2 separate regions of the Mus musculus genome follow, and region 1 is linked to region 2. The links are chromatin contacts, called in public HiChIP or PLAC-seq maps. All regions are on one chromosome and are shown on one strand. Each heading gives the region's core, a stretch centred on a gene start, on an enhancer-like site or on the middle of the called end of the contact. The rest is flanking DNA. Distances are from core to core; before and after follow the strand shown. Region 1 has its middle 32 kb from the start of Sema7a. Region 2 overlaps Arid3b (AT rich interactive domain 3B (BRIGHT-like)).

Region 1 (3,171 bases), core at 114-2,613, 160 kb after region 2:
GCTACATAGAGAAACCCTGTCTCGAAAAACCAAAAAAAAAAAAAAAAAAAAAAAAAAATCCTCCAGGCCTATTCCCAGGGCTGGGCTGACCCAGCAGAAGCCAGAGAACATTCTGAAACATGTCACCTCTATCTCCCACCAAAGAGGGACACTAATCAGTCAACCAGTCTGACTTCAGAATATTCAGGTTAACTGCTATTAAATATAATAGAGGTGAACATATACCAAGTAGCACACACCTCCCTGCCTAGGACTGTCTGGAAAGATAACAAGAAGGACTCCGTGGGTAAAGGTGCTTGCTGCCAACCTGACGCCCTGAGTTCGATCCTCCAGAACCCTCGTGGTGAAAGGAAAGAACTGGCTACCAAATGTTCTCTTTCTGACATTCACAGGCAATGCTGAGGCAAGCGCCCCTTCAGCATACACAGTCGATTAATGTATGTACCAATCATTTTAAAAGAGAAATATGACTTATCTTAGAGAGTTTTCATAAGCTCTTGGAGATTGGTGCTGACCCCACCCCAACTCCTGTGTGTGTGTGTGTGCGTGTGTGTGTGTGTGTGTGTGTGTGTGTGTGTTCCTAAAGACTGAACCTATGGCTTCACACATGCTATAGGCCCCACTACTGGGTTACATCCTTAGGTCCTCTTCCTCTTCTTCCTGTCCTTTTTAAATTTTGAAACAGGACTGACCTGGAGCCTTTGTTCGCAGTCACATTGCCTCAGCCCCTGAGGTTACAGGCTGCAGCTGTCTCCATACTCAGTTAAAGGAACTCAGACCCAGGAAGGGGAAGCTGTTTACCAGAGCTTCATGGCTCTAGAGGTACCTGGGGTTTTAGACTGACTCCATCACTCTTATTTATACACTGCATAGCTCGCCACCGAGCATCTCTCGTTGCTTAGACACATGGTTAACACAGCGTATACAGCAGAGATGGAGGAGAGCCACTCTCTGGCAAGATCACCAAGATGGGGCCTGAGGCAGAACCGACTCCAGGGTCAGGGATTCCTGGACACAGTCAGTTAGGACTTAAGACTTGGTCATCAGAGGAAGGGGCTGGGATCATCTGCCCCAAGACACATGGTACTTAGAGAGGCGAAGTGCTTAGCCATTCTAACTTTTTCCGGACCAGAGATGACTGGGTGGGATCTGGATCTGGCCCCTTGGCACCCTCTGTGGGTGCCTTGAGGCTTAGCTGGGATGTCTCTTGGGGCAGGGTGGGGATGACAGCTTTTTCCGTTGCTGGTTCCCATCAAAACCATCCCAGGAAGAACTGAGGTGTAGCTCAGTGGTGAAGCACTTTCCTAACACGCACAGGAGGGTGGGCGGCGGGATGGTGGTTCACAGAGCAGCTGTTCTAAGGGGCAGAGGGCACCCACATCCTGTCCCATTACTCCACATAAACATCTGTGAGCTAGGAGCCCCTCTGTGGGTGCCTTGAGGCTGAATAAGACTGAATCAGAACTGACTTAGTGGAAACCTCTGCCCACGGCTTTCTCCAGTGGGATACTGTGGTCAGACCAGACCCAACTGCTAGTCCACACATGGCCAGCAATGCATGCCAAAAGGCACTGTTGGGAGGGAACACTCATCCCGGGGCTCTGTCAGGCCACATCCTGCCTCAGAAAGACCTTAGGAGGTACTTAGGAGGATAGGAAACTGCAGTCCCAGCAGGACCCGGACAGCGCCGGGGCTGGAGCTGGTTTTGGCGTTCTTTTCTTGTGTGACATTTTCTTGAAGCTGTGGACAAAGGGAACACCCCCCTGAGTGGCCCCCAGAGAGTGCTCCCCTGGGGATGGCTTTCCCCACCTTCTCTCAGGACATCGCTGAGGTATGGGGGCTTCTCGGGGCAAAGGCTAATCAGTGCAGCAGCTTTACAGACAGACACAAATAGAAAGGCTTGCTCGTGGCGAGACTGTTGGCCTTCACACGTTCTTCATTGAGAGGAAATCCACATAAAAAAAACCAAACCCAAAAAACTCACCAGTGGCAAGTGAGCAATCTGTGGTTCTCATGTATTTCCAGTACTGTGTGATACTCGTCACTAATCGATTCCAGAACACTCCCTCACTTATAAGAAACCCTGTTACTTTCTTTTCCCACCTCCCCTTACTCTACTTCCTGTCTCCGTGAATTTGTCTGGGTCACATGCCAGGAGACCTTTGTGTCTGGTTTCTTTCTCTTAGCTTAATGCTTTCAGTGCTGTTTGTGCTGAGGGACAAATCAACATTCCTCATTGTTCAGGGCTGATGACACATTCACAACTCTGTCCTATTTGTGTTGTCTAAACATCGGCCACTGCACACCTGAGCTGAGGGCTGTGGTGAATCAGGATCAGGATGCACGAAGATCCGGGTGAAGCCTGCGTGAGGTCATGTTTTTAATTCTTTGTGCATTTAACTGGAGTGGGATTGCACAATCATATGGTAACCTTGTTTGACTTTCAGGGGGGGATGCTAAGTTGCTTCCCAAGGGTAATACTATTTCACATCCCACTGTCTTTGCGGCTTTCAACCACTACCCAACCTCACTCACTATTTACATGTGATGCATGTGTGTATACATGTTTGAATGCACATGTGTGTGCACATGCCCATGTATACTAGAGATTGATATCGCCCTTTGGGAGAGATCCAAGCTCTGAAGACTTTCCCAGGCTCTTGTTTGGTGTGTGGGCGAGGCCTGAGTGACAGAGGTCCCCAGGGTCTGCACAAGCTGGTTTCTCTTCTGTCTCCCTCTGTTCTGCCTTTTTTTTTTTTTTTGGTCCCCCTTGAGGCACGGAGTTCTGGGGTTTAGATGGTGGTAGGGCTGACTCTCAGCCAACCCATCTTGATTCCCAAGGATAAGGGAGAGCTAACCTGGAGGTGGGAGGCCTGGGAGAAGCAGGGCCAAGCCTGGCTGGCCCATGGTGTCCATGATCTGTCCTGCCTTCCTAACTCCCAGCACAGAGCAGCAGACTGTTAAAGGGAAGGTTTACTCAGTGAACTCATGCTTTGTAGAACTAAGGTGAGGGCGGTGGCTCTTGATCTACATCTGCCTTGACTCAGTGTCCCAGTGAGTCATTGACCATATCATAAGTCATATGCTTATATAGATGTGTGTGTGTGTGTGTGTGTGTGTGTGTGTGTGTGAGAGAGAGAGAGAGAGAGAGAGATCCTGTTCTACCGACAC
Region 2 (3,430 bases), core at 770-3,269:
GGGTTTCAGTAGGTTGCCCTAATGCCCAGTGATTTTGTTTAGCCAGTAATTCCTGCTGGAAAGTCAATTATCCTGGGAGCTCCTATTGGCTGAAAGACATTTAATGGGGGATCACTGTGCTTCTGTTATGTCAGCTGTTTACTGTGGCAGTTCAATTTCCAACTCTGCAGCTAGAGATCTGAGGCTGATGCTCACGGGAGAACTCTTTATCAGTCCCCAAGATGAAAACACTGGGTTTTTGCTAATTACAGTAACTTGCAGGCATTCCAAAGGCTCAGTTGGAGGGGAAGGACCTAATCCACAACCCTGAATGCGTGGCTTCAGCAGTGGGGGAGGGGCATGAGAACAAGCATGCAGTGTGGCCACCTTAGGGCTATGTGTGAAAATAAACACCCAAGTGCCAGCAGAGCTCCACAGACAGCAAAGAGAAGAACGCTGGGGGGTGCGGAGGGGGTGGGAGAGAGACTGGTATCTACCATGTCTCCACGTTCTCCAGCTCTACCCCAAATGCAAGGAATTCTAAGCATTGGTTATAGCCATTTTGTAGGAAGCAGCTTAGAATGTGTTTGGTGGAGAGGAGTCAGCAACAGGGGTGGGATGGACGGAGTGGAGGAGAAGGAAGAATTGTGAACGACACACCATAAAGTGCACATCAAATGCACTCCAATGTTTGCTACAGTGACAGGTTTTTAGCCAGAAACATCTCTAACCCAGTGACCACAGAGCACAGTGGCCACGGGACAGAAATGAGACACTGAAATTTATTATTATTAACTTAAATGCAAGGCAAAAAGGGTGTCTGGATGTATGTGATGTATGGAGTCTTCCTCCTGTTCCAAGGCAAGGATAGCCCCTCATTTTGGGGGGAAGGTTCAAGATAGGGTTTCTCTGTGTAAACCTAACTGTCTTGGAACTTGCTCTGTAGACCAGGTTGGCCTCCCCCTCAGAGATCCGTCTACGTCTGTCTCCCAAGTGCTAGGATTAACAGAGTGTGCCCAGCAACAGGCCATTTCTTAGTTTAAAATATTTGGTTGGGGCTATGCAGAAATCTCTCATATTATTATTTCATCTTGAGGCAGCTACCCTTTACTCAACCTTACAGGGTTGGTTTTGTTTTGTTTTGTTTTAGCTATAGTGAGACTAACCCCGCATCTTGCCTGCCCACATCACAGTGCAGCTGGGATGACTGTTTCTTCATGAAGCCTGCTAGTTTCCCTTCTGGGCTGTCACCTCATGTTCTGGTCACCTGTGCCTCATCATCTTAAATCTTGAGCACCCTGAGGGCATCCTTAGCCCCCAGCACAGAGACAGCACCGATAGCTGTTGAGAGGCATGGTGTTTCCCTGGGACTCACTGTCTCCTCTGTCGCCCCTTCTGCCTACAATGAAAGAGCTGATTACAGCTCTCTTCACTGTTTACAATTCTGACTGGATGCTATAAATGAATGCTATAAATAGCTCACTTATGCGATTCAGGTTTTCTTGACCTACCATCAGGATGTGGATGTAATTAACTAAAAAGTTACCAGCCCTAAAATAATTTTTCTTAGACATCAAGTGTGGCTGACAGACTGCAGTAGCGGGGGGGGGGGGGGGATATGGAAAATAGAAGCAGACAGAGAATGGGTCAAACACATGCCAAGAGACATCTCAACCTCTATGATTCCGAGGGGTCTGGTCTGTAAGGAGAAGAGTCACTGCCTGCCGGGAACAGGCTTTGAAGCCACTGGCACAGGCAGCAGGATTACAGAGCCCAGGACTGGGGTTAAAGGGAAATAAGGGTAGATTATCAACAGTAGCCAATGGTTACTTATTGCCATTTACAGCCTCTTCAGCCTCCTTTTACTTCAGAAATCCCTTTTAACATCTTTGATCTCACCAGGAGCTCACAGGAAACTGACAGTTTGTCTCTAAATACTCACCGAAAGACTAGTTTTAGCTGCCATACCCACATTCAACTCATTTCCCCCAGGGGAACCAGACTATTTTGCCTTCAAAAAGGTAGTGAAAGAAGACTGGGAGGAGAGAAAGGGGCAGGAAGCCAGCATCTGCATGGAGCATCTGCCTGAGTGTATGGCACCTTAGATGACTTTCCTACTTAATCCTACAAATGAAATGCTTTGAGTTGGAGAAAACATGAGTCAGAGAACTGAAAGGCCACTTGCTGTAGGTCTCACAGCTCCTAACTGGTATTGCCTGGCTTGCTTGGTGCCGAACTCCTACCTCCTGGATTGCAAAGAACAGCATAATGTGTTCTGCACAGGGGACTTAAGTATGCACTGAAGAGAAAGAAAGAGGCAGAGAGAGTCTGTCTACGGAATGGCCAAACCGTGGCCTGGGTGGTCCATTAATGAGAGAATCTTTTATTCCTGCTTCTTCTCACTGGCTTCATCTGGGTATTTCAGCCAAATGAAAACGAGCCCTTCATGCCCTATCAAGGGACAGCAAAAGGGGCAACCATTACCTCTACCTCCAAAATAGTAGTAGACTGTCTACTCTACGATGACCGCTTTCCCACAGGTGAAAGGAGATCAGGAGGAAGGGAAGTGGAGGAAGAGGAGAGAAGAGATTACACGTTTTAAGGGACCCAAGGAATGTTACATGTACATTTAAAGGTTTCAAAATAAAATAAGTCAGTCTTAAATGACTGCTATTCAAAATTAAAACACCAAACCTCTAATTTCTCAGTCCCAACAGATCAACAAATCAGAGAAGTGAAGAGATCATTCTTTGAAAATCTAAAAAGCTGCCCGTGGAGGAGAAGCCAGGCTCTTAGTTCCAGCCGGCAACACTGCAGCAGCTGGGCAGAACTGGCCAGGAATTTCTCTGCTCTAGGATAAAGGCCTTCTTAGAACTGCCTCTGCTTGGCAATGGAGAAAGCCATCCATCTTAGGAAGCAAGCAGCTGCCTGGTTCCAGACGACTATCTATCTGGAATCTCCTGGTCTGGAGCCCCACCACCACACACACACACACACACACACAAACACACATCTCCTGGTCTGGAGCCCCACCACCACCACACACACACACACACACACACACACACACAAGCCCCACCACCACCACACACACACACACACACACAGACACACACACACACACAAGGTGGGCTGGACCATGTGGCTTTCTCTTTTGGGAAACAAAACTACGATGATAAATTTAATTCAGTCCAGAGGTCCTGGAGAACACACACACACACACACACACACACACACACACAAGGTGGGCTGGACCATGTGGCTTTCTCTTTTGGGAAACAAAACTACGATGATAAATTTCATTCAGTCCAGAGGTCCTGGAGAACCCACCAGGTAAAGCAAGCTGCGGAGGAAAAGCTTTCTAAAACAAAAGTGGTCCCCACCCTACCAAGCGGGTCACACCAAGAGTCAGAAAAACAAGATGTCATGCATACATATAGTAAGGCTAAAA

The links. HiChIP or PLAC-seq counts read pairs in DNA pulled down with a chosen protein or histone mark.
Region 1: an H3K27ac HiChIP or PLAC-seq map of double positive thymocytes shows a contact between it and region 2, with 2.3 times the contacts expected there. The contact joins two enhancer-like sites. A contact is called at or near these places in 6 of 115 datasets of contacts at active chromatin or transcription factors (the 230-238 cell line, T-cell acute lymphoblastic leukemia, bone marrow-derived macrophages and 2 more) and 1 of 9 other capture datasets (liver).

The regions. Positions count from the first base shown.
Region 1 is chr9:57,970,853-57,974,023 of GRCm38.p6, forward strand. No RefSeq gene overlaps it. Among named protein-coding and RNA genes, the nearest start is that of Sema7a, 32 kb to the left of the region's middle. Within about 2 kb of position 1,364, at least 144 of the 459 cell types and tissues checked have an H3K27ac peak or open chromatin away from gene starts, as enhancers often do. A contact at or near this core is called in T-cell acute lymphoblastic leukemia and double positive thymocytes, where this site is marked.
Region 2 is chr9:57,812,207-57,815,636 of GRCm38.p6, forward strand. The region is part of intron 2 of Arid3b (AT rich interactive domain 3B (BRIGHT-like)); the gene reads right to left. Among named protein-coding and RNA genes, the nearest start is that of Arid3b, 23 kb to the right of the region's middle. Within about 2 kb of position 2,020, at least 36 of the 459 cell types and tissues checked have an H3K27ac peak or open chromatin away from gene starts, as enhancers often do. A contact at or near this core is called in T-cell acute lymphoblastic leukemia and double positive thymocytes, where this site is marked.